Regions from separate parts of the Mus musculus genome. Here region 2 is linked to region 1. Evidence: chromatin contacts called from public HiCAR-type data. All regions are on one chromosome and are shown on one strand. The core of a region is the stretch at or near the end of the contact, and the rest is flanking DNA. Distances in the headings are between cores, read along the strand shown.

The links. HiCAR-type assays count read pairs that join an accessible place to other places.
Region 2: a HiCAR-type map of astrocytes shows a contact between it and region 1, with 4 times the contacts expected there. The contact joins the promoter of Tent4b here to the promoter of Vps35 in region 1.

The regions. Positions count from the first base shown.
Region 1 is chr8:85,296,884-85,302,105 of GRCm38.p6, forward strand. It overlaps Vps35 (VPS35 retromer complex component), which reads right to left and starts at 2,634. Exons shown (of 17, transcript NM_022997.5): 1 at 2,572-2,634. The coding sequence starts at 2,574. It overlaps Orc6 (origin recognition complex, subunit 6), which reads left to right and starts at 2,749. Exons shown (of 7, transcript NM_019716.2): 1 at 2,749-3,109; 2 at 4,226-4,355. The coding sequence starts at 3,045.
Region 2 is chr8:88,197,909-88,203,427 of GRCm38.p6, forward strand. It overlaps Tent4b (terminal nucleotidyltransferase 4B), which reads left to right and starts at 1,974. Exons shown (of 12, transcript NM_001372333.1): 1 at 1,974-2,594. The coding sequence starts at 1,996.

The DNA of each region.
Region 1 (5,222 bases), core at 1,384-3,883:
TTATTTTAATTATAAATTAATTAAAAAACAAGTATCTTAAGAAACGTTAATTTATATAGGAGAAATATTAGCATACACTCCCAATGTCCGTCAGCTAAGCAGTTCTACCCTTTTCTCTAACTTTTATTACTCTAAGTACCTTATATACATAGAACTACACAGCATTTTCCCTTTTGTATCTGGCTTATCTAGGATTATGTCCAAGATTCATCTGTATGAAAGCGTTTATCAGAATTTCTCTCTTTTTAAAGACTGTGTAATATCCCAGTATCTGTATATACTTGTGTGTGTATGTGTGTGTGTGTGTGTGTGTGTGTATACATTTATTGATTCACTCAATATAGACATATGGATTGTTTCCAGCGCTGGCTACTATGTGGAAATAACCTATAAATGGGCTATAAGCAATCACAAATTTTTGGTACAGACTAGAAAAATAAAAAAGCACACAAAGTTATGAATATGCACAGCACTCAGTAACGAGCGCTTCATAAATGTCAGCTATTATTATATCCAGTTTGAGAGTATTTACCTCTACTGGTTATAGGGACCTGTTTGTTGGTTAGTTTTCCCACTTATAAGTTGCATGTGCAATATGACAATACAACATAAATTGTAAAATAAACAGAATCATCATGTTGATGAATATAGTATTTAAACCTGATGAGAAAGCACAAATCAATACTTCAAGGAGAACTGAGGGTAACAAGAAAACAGGAAATTTAAAATAATTTAGGTTGGGGAGTTTGTGTCTAGCAGGCTGAAGGCCTTGGGTTCAATCCCCAAGACTGCAGAAAAGACAAAGTTAACCGTCTGGATCCCATACACACACTAACTTAGCAATACCCCAGAAATCCGATGACGGAGCACACCATGAACATTAAATGGCAAAATTCTTTCTTTGTGCAGAATTTCTGCCCATTCTCCTCAAAATCTGTTTGCATTACCTCCAAAGCTCCTAACACAACCTCTTTCCCACCAGGAGCCCAAAGAACTATAGCAGAATGTTTCAAAAGCACATCTCTGCCATTTATTTCTATCTGGTGCCTAGCACATTCTATAAAATTGAAAGTACACCAGATGTTTGGTTAGTGCTGGACTCAGGATTTTTAGGAGTACAGTACCAGTGATATCAACACTTGCTTCCAGATGCAAAAGTGAGACTTAAAGGCTAACTACCTACTCAAATCATAAAATTGCCTATGACAGAACTGATACCCAGGTTCCATTTTCCAATAAAATTCACAGGGAAAACTGGTCCAATCTGGTTCCCCAGGCACATAAATATAATTTATAGTGTATCCTCAAATGCTTTGTATTATAAAACACTATGTCAACCAGTAAGTGTTGAAAAACAAAAAAGTTAAACTTCACACCAGTCATGTGCCAAATCTCAATTGTACAAAGTTCCGAGGGGGGAAAACATCTTGTAAGGCAATATATTATATTAAATATACATCAAATATTTATCAAATTACGGGAACAAACGCTCAGAACTCAGCCAGCCAGAACCAAAGATGACATAAATACCAAGCTGATCGGAGTCTAGCAAGATCATCATAAAGGTCCATTCCAAAAAAAAGGAAAAAAAAAATCAACAAAAAGATTTAATGCTGGTTTTTCCTATTAACACACTTAAAGTGAAGTATGTGCAGTGGCACATAGAATTATCAATACAAAGAATGAATATTGAAATTAAAAAAAAAGGACATAAGCATAGCACATCCAAAACCACTACCTGTTCATACTACAGCAAATGCTCGTATAACGCAAGTGACAACTTGCCCTGTGGAAAACAGGATCCGAATTTTGCGGAAGTTCCTGTTTATAAGGCTAGTGCCACAAAGCATCACGACATGCTATCGTCGCGGAGAAACCTTTGAATGACTGCTTCCAGCAAGTGAGTTAGAATCCTCAGAGAGCAAATGCGAAACGGAGACCTGTCTCCTATCTGATGGTTGGGCTCAATGAAAAGAAAGCAGGAGTCCTTCGGGAAACTCACGTGAGCAGGTCCCTAGAATTCGCTGACAGGCGCTGCAAGATGAAGGGGGCTCTGCGGCCACGGAAGGCCGGGAGACCACTGCGCCCCCCCCCCAAGGATATTTCCAGCAGAGAAAAGGCAATGGGACCCCCGAGGACAGCTGAGTACAAAGCTGGAAATGCACCATCTGGGCGCGACCCAGCTACGGCGCCAGCTCAGAAGCTCGGGGGCTCCTCACTGTCCCAACTCCGCACAGACCCGGGAGTCCGACTCTCAGAGGGAAGGTGGCCGTTCCGTACAAGAGTCTGACGCAGGCCTCCACCGACACCCAGAACCTGCAGCCCGCGACACCCCTAAGGGAGGCTCCTGGTCTCGGGGTAACGACCAAATTCTGCGCCACCGCCCACCGCAGCCCACCGCAGCCTAACGCGGCCTTCCTCAGCCCGTGCCAAGCCCGCAGGCCCAGCCTGGACCGGACCGGCCTCGATCGAAATGCAGGGCCTCCTACTCCGCCAGCAAGGCTCCTGTCCGCCGAAGGAAAACGTGGACTGCGACTCGGCAACCCAGGCCCACCGCTTCCCCTCACTCACCATGGCGACTCCGGGGACCACAAGCAGCAGCGCCTACCCCGCCGGAGCCGCCCGCCGTCAGGTGACCGAGCCTTGCGAGCCCCGCCCTCTCTAGCCCCGCCCTTGGATAGAAGCGGCTTTTCGATTGGCCCACTTAAAATCTCGCGTAGTTTGGGGAGAATGGGCAGCCGGCGGTGTATAGTGGACGGGGCGGGGCGAGAATAGTACAACGCTGCGGCGAACTAGGGACAGCAGGAAGGGAAGCCTTAGTTAAGGAGATCCGCGGCCGAGGAAGGGCAGCGAGAGAACCTTCTGCGCGTCCACTTCGCCTGGGCCCGCGCCTCATCGTGTGCACATGCGTAGAAGGATGACCAGGATTGGTGTGTGGAACGGTCTCAACCTCTGGTCGCAACCAATCTGGACGCGCCGGGGGTGGGTCTTAACCCTCTGACAATCTGCGCGCGCATTGCTCTTGGCGCGCATTTCTTCCAGCGATGGAGTCGGAGCTGGTACGCCGCCTCGCCCCGCGTCTCGGCCTTGCGGAGCCGAGTGTACTGAGGTGAGTGTGGCCGTGTGTGCGGGTAGACGTCCCAGACTGCGGCCCTGGGTCCTCCCAAGGCAGCGTCGGATGAGGGACTGGCGATGAGGGAATGACCGCACACTGGTCTGGGCGAGACTCGGGCCCAACATCAAGAAAAACTGTTGTTGGCTTGTAGAAGATGGTTTGAGAGGACGTATATAGTCGTCCTTGAAGCACTCTAGCTCTGTTGGATACACTGTGGTCGGAAAAGCCGGGGAGGACCTCTTGTCATTCCTTCAGACTCGATAATCTTGATAAGCCAGCCTTGCAGGGCAGACCCTGTGCAAATCACTATAGATGGCAAGAGAAAGGTAGATTATGGTACAGAGTGAAGAGCTGAAGTGATGAGCAGGGCGTAAGAATTCCAGAAAAGGCCGGGCGTGGTGGCGCACGCCTTTAATCCCAGCACTTGGGAGGCAGAGGCAGGCGGATTTCTAAGTTCGAGGCGAGCCTGGTCTACAAAGTGAGTTCCAGGACAGCCAGAGCTATACAGAGAAACCCTGTATCGAAAAATCGAAAAAAAAAAATTCCAGAAAGGGCCCAGTGGCGTTGGGGCTGATTTATTAAATAGTGGCACGCATGGGAAAATATGGTAAGAGTGGCCCAAATAGCTTCCATTTTCCGAAGCCCTTGAGATTAGGAGGGTCATTGTAGGATCTGTCTTAGGAAATAAAGCTACAGCAGGCAAGTGTGTAGAAAGTTCGTAGGTCTATTCCCAGGGCTACTGACCGGAAATACAATGGGACCCAGAACTATTTTCACAAGCCGCCGAAACTGAGACCCAATCAGTCATTAAGGAAGAGAAAGGGATTTAATTTACTCTAATCTGCCTGAACCAATTCTTTATACTTGTTGAAATAATGTAAGAAGGAAAGGTAATGTCCAAGGAACACGCTTGGACACAGCTAAGTCTGGAGTCATTTTGGTTCTATGTAAAGAACTTCCACCTCTCCAAAGGATGTGCTTTCTAGGCCCCAAATGAACTTGCACAGTAGTTAGGTGGTGTGCAAGTCCACCATGCTGAATTCAGTTCTTTGCCTAAGTGTTGACAAAGTTCTGCAGCAGTTTTAGTGACCATACTGCCTTTATAACCAGGAAAGCAGAGGAGTTCCTGCGGCTGTCTAAGGTGAAGTGTGTCAGTCTGTCTGCACGTAGCTCAGAAACCAGCAATGCTGTCATATGCCTGGACCTTGCAGCTTCCTGTAGGAAGTGCCCCTTGGATAGAGTAAGTTGGCTCCAAAGGACATTTGAGTGATCTGATGTGACCCTGAGGTTTCTTTGTTTTAATCTTCTTGTTGGCGGCTCCGTTTCTTTTTTATTATTACGGTTATATGTAAGTACACTGTAGCTGTCCTCAGACACTCCAGAAGAGGGCGTCAGATCTCATTATGTTTGGTTGTGAGTCACCATGTGATCGCTGGGATTTGAACTCAGGTCCTTCGGAAGAGCAATCACAGGAGAGAGTTTTTAATCAACTTCAAGGGTACGATCTATCCTGACACAGAAATCAAAGCAACTTGAAGAATCTACATGGCACCTACAGTCATGAAGCAGAAATCAAGTAATCTTTGTACCCAATTCAGTTTCTCCTTTTTTTTTGTACATATAGGATCCCATTGCAGGAGATTTTGCCATCAGAAATGGTCTGTCCACCTCAGTTAATCTAATGGGCACAATCTCCCCTAGGCATGCCCAGTGGCTCTTTTTCCAAGTGAGTCTAGATCTCATCAAGTTAACAGTTGAGAGTAACTCTCACAGTTTGTCCAAATCTTTAATGTTTAAAATTAGAGTCAGGAAGAGTCACATGTTGAAACCAAATGTCAGTATTATTTACAAGATCCATGAACTGCTAGTTTCTTCATCCATCAAATAAGAATAAAAACCGTCTTTTACTGGATTATTATTCTGACTAAAGAAGGTATCTATCTTCTTTATGTAGTAGATGTACACAGTACTTGTGTCATAATGGATGTATTTATTCATTAAAGCTCTGTTAACTTTTCTGTTGCTATCTAACTCTTCAGTCTCTTTTACCCTGGCCTCAAGCTATGATACACACTTTGTGAGTCATAGTTTTGTAAAGGAAACACTT
Region 2 (5,519 bases), core at 724-3,223, 2.9 Mb after region 1:
GTAAGTCTGTGTTGTGTGTCAGATCCCCTGGAACTGGACAGTTGTGAGTTGCCATGTGAGTGCCGGGATTTGAACTTGGGTCCCCTGGAAGAGCAGCCAGTACTCTTAGAGGCTTTAAAGGTTGAGCCATCTCCAGCTCCTATAAAGTGCTCTTGTATATCATCTTATTTGATCATTTTTGCTAGCCTCTAGTAGTTCTTCACATTTGCTGAAAGAAAAAAAAATAGCTCACATACAACAAATAACTTTTGTTAAGGTACTATTGTAATGGAAAAAAAATTAAATATACAAAAATGTAAAAAAATACCAATGGCAGTGACTTATAACATGACATTTGCAGAAAAGTGCAAAATAACTGAATGTCTTGTATTTTGACATGTATTGTACAGAGACTTGGGGAAGAAATGGAAACATTTAATAGTGTGTCTTCACTTTCATGTGTGTGTGTGTGTGTGTGTGTGTGTGTGTGTCCCCGTCCGGAAAAGGAGGGCTTGAGTCTCAAGTTGTTATGTAGCTATGGATGGCCATGAATCGGAGATTCTCCTTTCCTGCTGAGGGTCTGGCACCAACCTCAGGGCATTTCGTGTGCTAAGCAAGCACTCTAATAGAGTTACAATTAGCTCAGCCAGTGGTCATTGTATTCTTTTTTTTTTTTTCCCCCTAAGAAAAAACGTAGAGCAATGATTCATTCTGTGACAAACAGATTTTTAATCCTTTGCAAAATAAGTAAATAAACAAAACCAATCACCACCACCCCAAACTTTCCAGGATATTGAACTGGGCACAGAGCCAAAACTCAAGTGTCAGTCAGGGACTCGGTTCTGGAATTTGCAGCGAGCTTGAAGCATGCGCACAGTAAGTGTTCTAGTCTTCTGGATAATGTTAATTACTGACAACCACCCCCTGCCCCCTTTTTGGTTATTTTTCGCGCCAGAAGAAAGCTACACAAATGGGCATTCTATGAAAAACGATCATTAACCGCAACGGTAGTGTGATTTTAGGTTTAAAAGGCTTCGAGTATTCTTAGTTATGAAAGTTGAGGGGCTTTGAGCTCGTAAGTGCACCTTGGAACAGCCGCGCTGTGTGGCCCTCCAGCCGGGCAGCGGTGCCAGCACTCGCGACCCAGAGGCCGCTGAGACCGCTCCGGAACCGAGATGCGCGTGCAGCCGCGTGCTAACCCGGCCCTTGAGCGGAAGCCCGCCCTTCTCGTGCTCGCGCGGCGCGCGGCCAGGAGCCCCGGGGCCGCGCCGGGACCGAGGGGCGGAGCCGGCGGTCCGGAGCGGGGTGGGCGGCGCAAACCAGTCACTTTCCGCGGAGTCGGCAGCCGCCTCGTGTGCCTCGGCGGCGCTTGAGCGGCAACAGAGTCCTGCGGCGGCGCGCGCGTCCGAGGTGCCCGGAGGCCCAGGTACGTGCGACCCCAGCTAAGCTAGCGCGGGACGGTTGACCAGGCGGTTGCGGCCCCGCTGCCTGCAGCCTGCCGCGGCCTCTGTGACGCGCGGTGCGGCCTCGGGGAACCCGCGGACGGCTGGCAGCAGGGACGGGGCGGGGCGAGCGCGGCGGCGGGGCAGGCGGAGCGGAGCGAGGGGCGGAGCCGGCGGAGGCCCCGCCCCGGGGCCGAGCAGCACGGACGCTACGGAGCAGGCGCGTCCCGCTGCCGCCGCCGCTGCCGCCGCCGCCGCCGCTGCTGCTGCCGCCGCCGCCACCACCGCCGCCGCCGCTCGCCCTTCTCGGGATCCGCCGCCGCCATTTGCACGGGAACCCCGGTGACAGGGGCTCGGCGGAGGGGCGGAGGGAGGGGGGAGGGCCTGCGAGCCCCGAGGGCGGGAGCGACGCCGCCGGCGCCGGCCAGGCTCCCTGCGCTACCGCGCCGCCCGTGGCGGAACCCGGGTGGCAGCGGCGGCGGCGGCCGAGGGCGGGCGTGCGCCTGAGGCAGCGGCGGCGGCGGCGGCCCTGCGGGCGGCCGGGAGGGGCGGGGGCAGCGGCCGCCGCCGTTTGATGGATCCGAGGATCGCCTGGTTCCAGCCAGAGCAGCTCGGACCGTCCAATAGTCTGTGGATGCAGATCTGGGAGACGACCCAGGGGCTGAGGAACCTCTACTTCAACCACCACTGTCACAGCAGCGGCGCGAGCAGCGCGAGCGGCGGGAGCGGCAGCGGCCCCGGCAGCCCCGGCGGCACGGCCCCGGCCCCGGCCGGCATGTTCCGCTCGGGGGAGCGCCCACTGGGCGGCCTCGCCGTGCCCGCGGAGCAGCGGGACTTCCTGCCCCTGGAGACGACCAACAACAACAACAATCACCACCAGCCGGCGGCCTGGGCACGGCGGGCATCGGCGGGCCCCTCGGCGTCGCCGGTCCCATCGGCTCCCTCGTCCCCGCGACCGGCGGCCGCACTCCCCGCCTCCGAGTCTACCGACCCGGCCTCGGGCAGCAGCAACAAGAGGAAACGTGACAACAAGGCCAGCACCTACGGACTCAACTACAGCCTGCTGCAGCCCAGCGGAGGGCGCGCGGCCGGAGGCGGACGGGCGGACGGCGGCGGGGGCGTGTACAGCGGGACCCCGTGGAAGCGACGGAACTACAACCAGGGAGTCGTGGGGTGAGTGCTGGCGTCGTGGCCTGCGTCTTGGAGGGTCGGCACACCCGCACAGCGGGGAACACGCCCACAGGCGGGAGGGGGGGATGATGGGTGGGGGATGGGGAGCCCCAGTGGGGCCTCCAGAGCATCGGTGGCCATTCATTCCTTCATAGCTTGACCAGTCTCGGTGGACCTTTCTTTGGAATTCCTTTGGAAAAAGTGGAGCTATCCTCTCCTTTTCGTAGTCATCTCTACCTTCCTCCTCTCCTAACTGTCCACACCTTCCCGATGCATTCTTGCTTGTCCTTCTCCTGGATCTTTCTATGCTCTAGAATTCAGCCTGCCCTCTGATCCCTTTCTGTCCTCCACACCTTGCTCCCCACCACCACACCCCAAGATGAAGCCCCTTAGCATCGGGCTAGTTAACTTCCTGAGAACGTTTCTGCCTTAGCGTCTTTAGATGTTAGGACCAGGAGGTGCTCTTCTTGCCAAGAATAGAAACATCCAGAATGCTCCTTCCCCTCCCCCAGTCCACGACGAAAATCTCCTCAGCCCTGAAAGACACTGCCTGCTCTTGATCCTTTGGCCCATCTTTTATATTTACTTAAGGAAAAAAAAAAAAAAAGCCAGTGTTTGCCATGTCTGTCGTGAGCAGAAAGCACTGAGTGACAGCTAGCTTGAAGTTGTCATAGATGGTGAGCTTTTCTGAGCCCTGACAGAACTTTGCAGGAGTTCATGGTCGGCAGCTTCTCACTGTGAGGTTGTCACTGTGGCAGAGGTAGCAGTGGTTTTCATTTAGGGGTGCTGGTGTTAGTGTGTGAATGTTGCACCACCGGTGACTTTGTGTTTAAAGTTCAGCTCTTACAAAATGGAATCTTACCTGAGCCCTAGTGAATTATGTACATAAGCTGGGAATGTTTCCAGCCTGCTTTTCCTTTGGGAAGAGCCCCTGTGTTGGCTGGATTAGGTTACTGAGTCTTTTCTTCTCGTTCTTTTTTTTTCCCTTTTCATAAACTTATGCTTTTGGATTTTGGTGTAGTGTGTGTGTGAGAAGTGTAGAGTGTGGTTTGTGTAGCTCCAGTATGGAAAACCAGCTCTGAAGGTTTTTGAGGGCAGTTTCTCGTTTTCAGGTACTGATCTGTAGTTAGGCCTCAGGAAATCAATCAGTAATCCCGTGTGAACTTTCTTAGACTCACCCAGTCAGCTCTGCCCTGGTTTTGGCAAGGAGAGATAGTTGTGTGTACCTTTTTGAAGGTTTGGTAAAATGAGTTGGTGGGTTCCATCTGCTGTAGTGGGCTGGTGTCTGCTCAGTACACTACTATTACAACTCCCACCTTTTATGGAAAAATGCAGTCATGTGGTTCAGGAGTGATGCTGGGGAATGCCTCATAGCTGCCCTCGTTTTCCAGAGGAGATCCTTCCTGGCTCAGGCATTTTTGCCAGCTTCAAGGGCGCTCTCCATGGTCATCACCTTACATTAAAGATTTGTGGTTCCATCCTGTTAGCCTTCCCATGGCAAACATAAACCTGTGGTTTAGTGGCAACAACTTAATGCTGAGGGTTCTGGTGGTCTTGTCTTCCTCGAGTGAGCTCTGCTTAGGTAATCACTGTCAAATAATACCTGGAAGGTCCCTAGCTGCATTTCACTGATGCCTCTGGTCTGTTTCTAGAAAAGATATGCTATAAATCCAAAGTGCTGGCTGCCCCTTAATCCTGAAAAAGTTCCCACGCAGAAGCTTCGGATACTGCCTTGCCCTCAGAAGGATCAGGGAGGAATGTTCACTTCCCTGAGGGATTACTGCTTAAAAACTGATTGTAAACTTGCTAAGCGGCTTATCACTCCATCAGACTTGTATTCTTACCCTGAAGAAGACGGCAGCAGTTAGGAGTGGCCCTCCTAGTGTGAGAGATGCAGTGAATAGTTCCTAAGGTTTGTTAAGAGACTCTGGGTTTTCAGTGATTCCATTCCTTTCCGATCTTCGTGGTCCAGTTTCTTAGCTTTTAAGGGAGTTTAGTTATTAAAATTTTCATTTACTTATTGTGTGTGTGTGTATATGCATGTGTTCACATGCATGTGTGCACATATGTGCCAAAGTAAGCGAGTGGAAGTAACAGGACAGCATATTGGGAGTTGGCATTCTTCTTCAGGGTCTTGTAGATTGAACTCAGTTCACCAGTGCTTGATGGCAAACAGCTTTTTCTGATGAGCCATCTTGCCAGCCTAGTTTTGCTTTTTTTTGTTTTTGTTTTTGTTTTTGTTTTTGTTTTTGTTTTTAAGAGACAGGGTTTCTCTGTGTAGCCCTGGCTGTCCTGGAACTCACTGACTGGCCTTGAACTCAGAAATCTGCCTGCCTCTGCCTCCCCAAGAGCTGGGATTAAAGGTGTGCGCCACCACCGCCTGACAGTTTTGCTATTTTAGTTACAGGTATTTAAACAGTAGGACTTCTGAGTGTACCTCAGTATGGTGCTATTCATTATGTGACAGAACTTTCCCTGGGGAGACATAACATACATGTCTACTCACTTTAGATAGGGAACTCAAAACAGACTTAAGTGTGAATACCATAAAAGCCAAAACTTGGTGAAATCTGACTTTTTGGGGGGTTACTTAAAGGAATATGGGTGAAAGGTTACTTAAAGGAGCCAGAAATGACTCAGACATCTGCATCACCAAAGCCTATCCAGCTCTCAAAGCTAGGGACCTGGAGCACATGGCACAGACCGCAGGCAGCTAAATAGGTAGACAGTGTCCTTTCTAGGTGCCTCAGTTTGTCTAAAACTCCTCCAGGTTTTTTCTGCTTCCAGGTATCCAGCTGGTCCCTGAGTTGTCATTGCAGCTGAGCTCTGCTCTTCTGAGTGGGTCTCTCAGCTTTGTTTGTTTGTTTGTTTGTTTGTTTACTTTTGCATGGAGTGGCACAGTGAATCTGGTTAGTTTCAGGGATATCC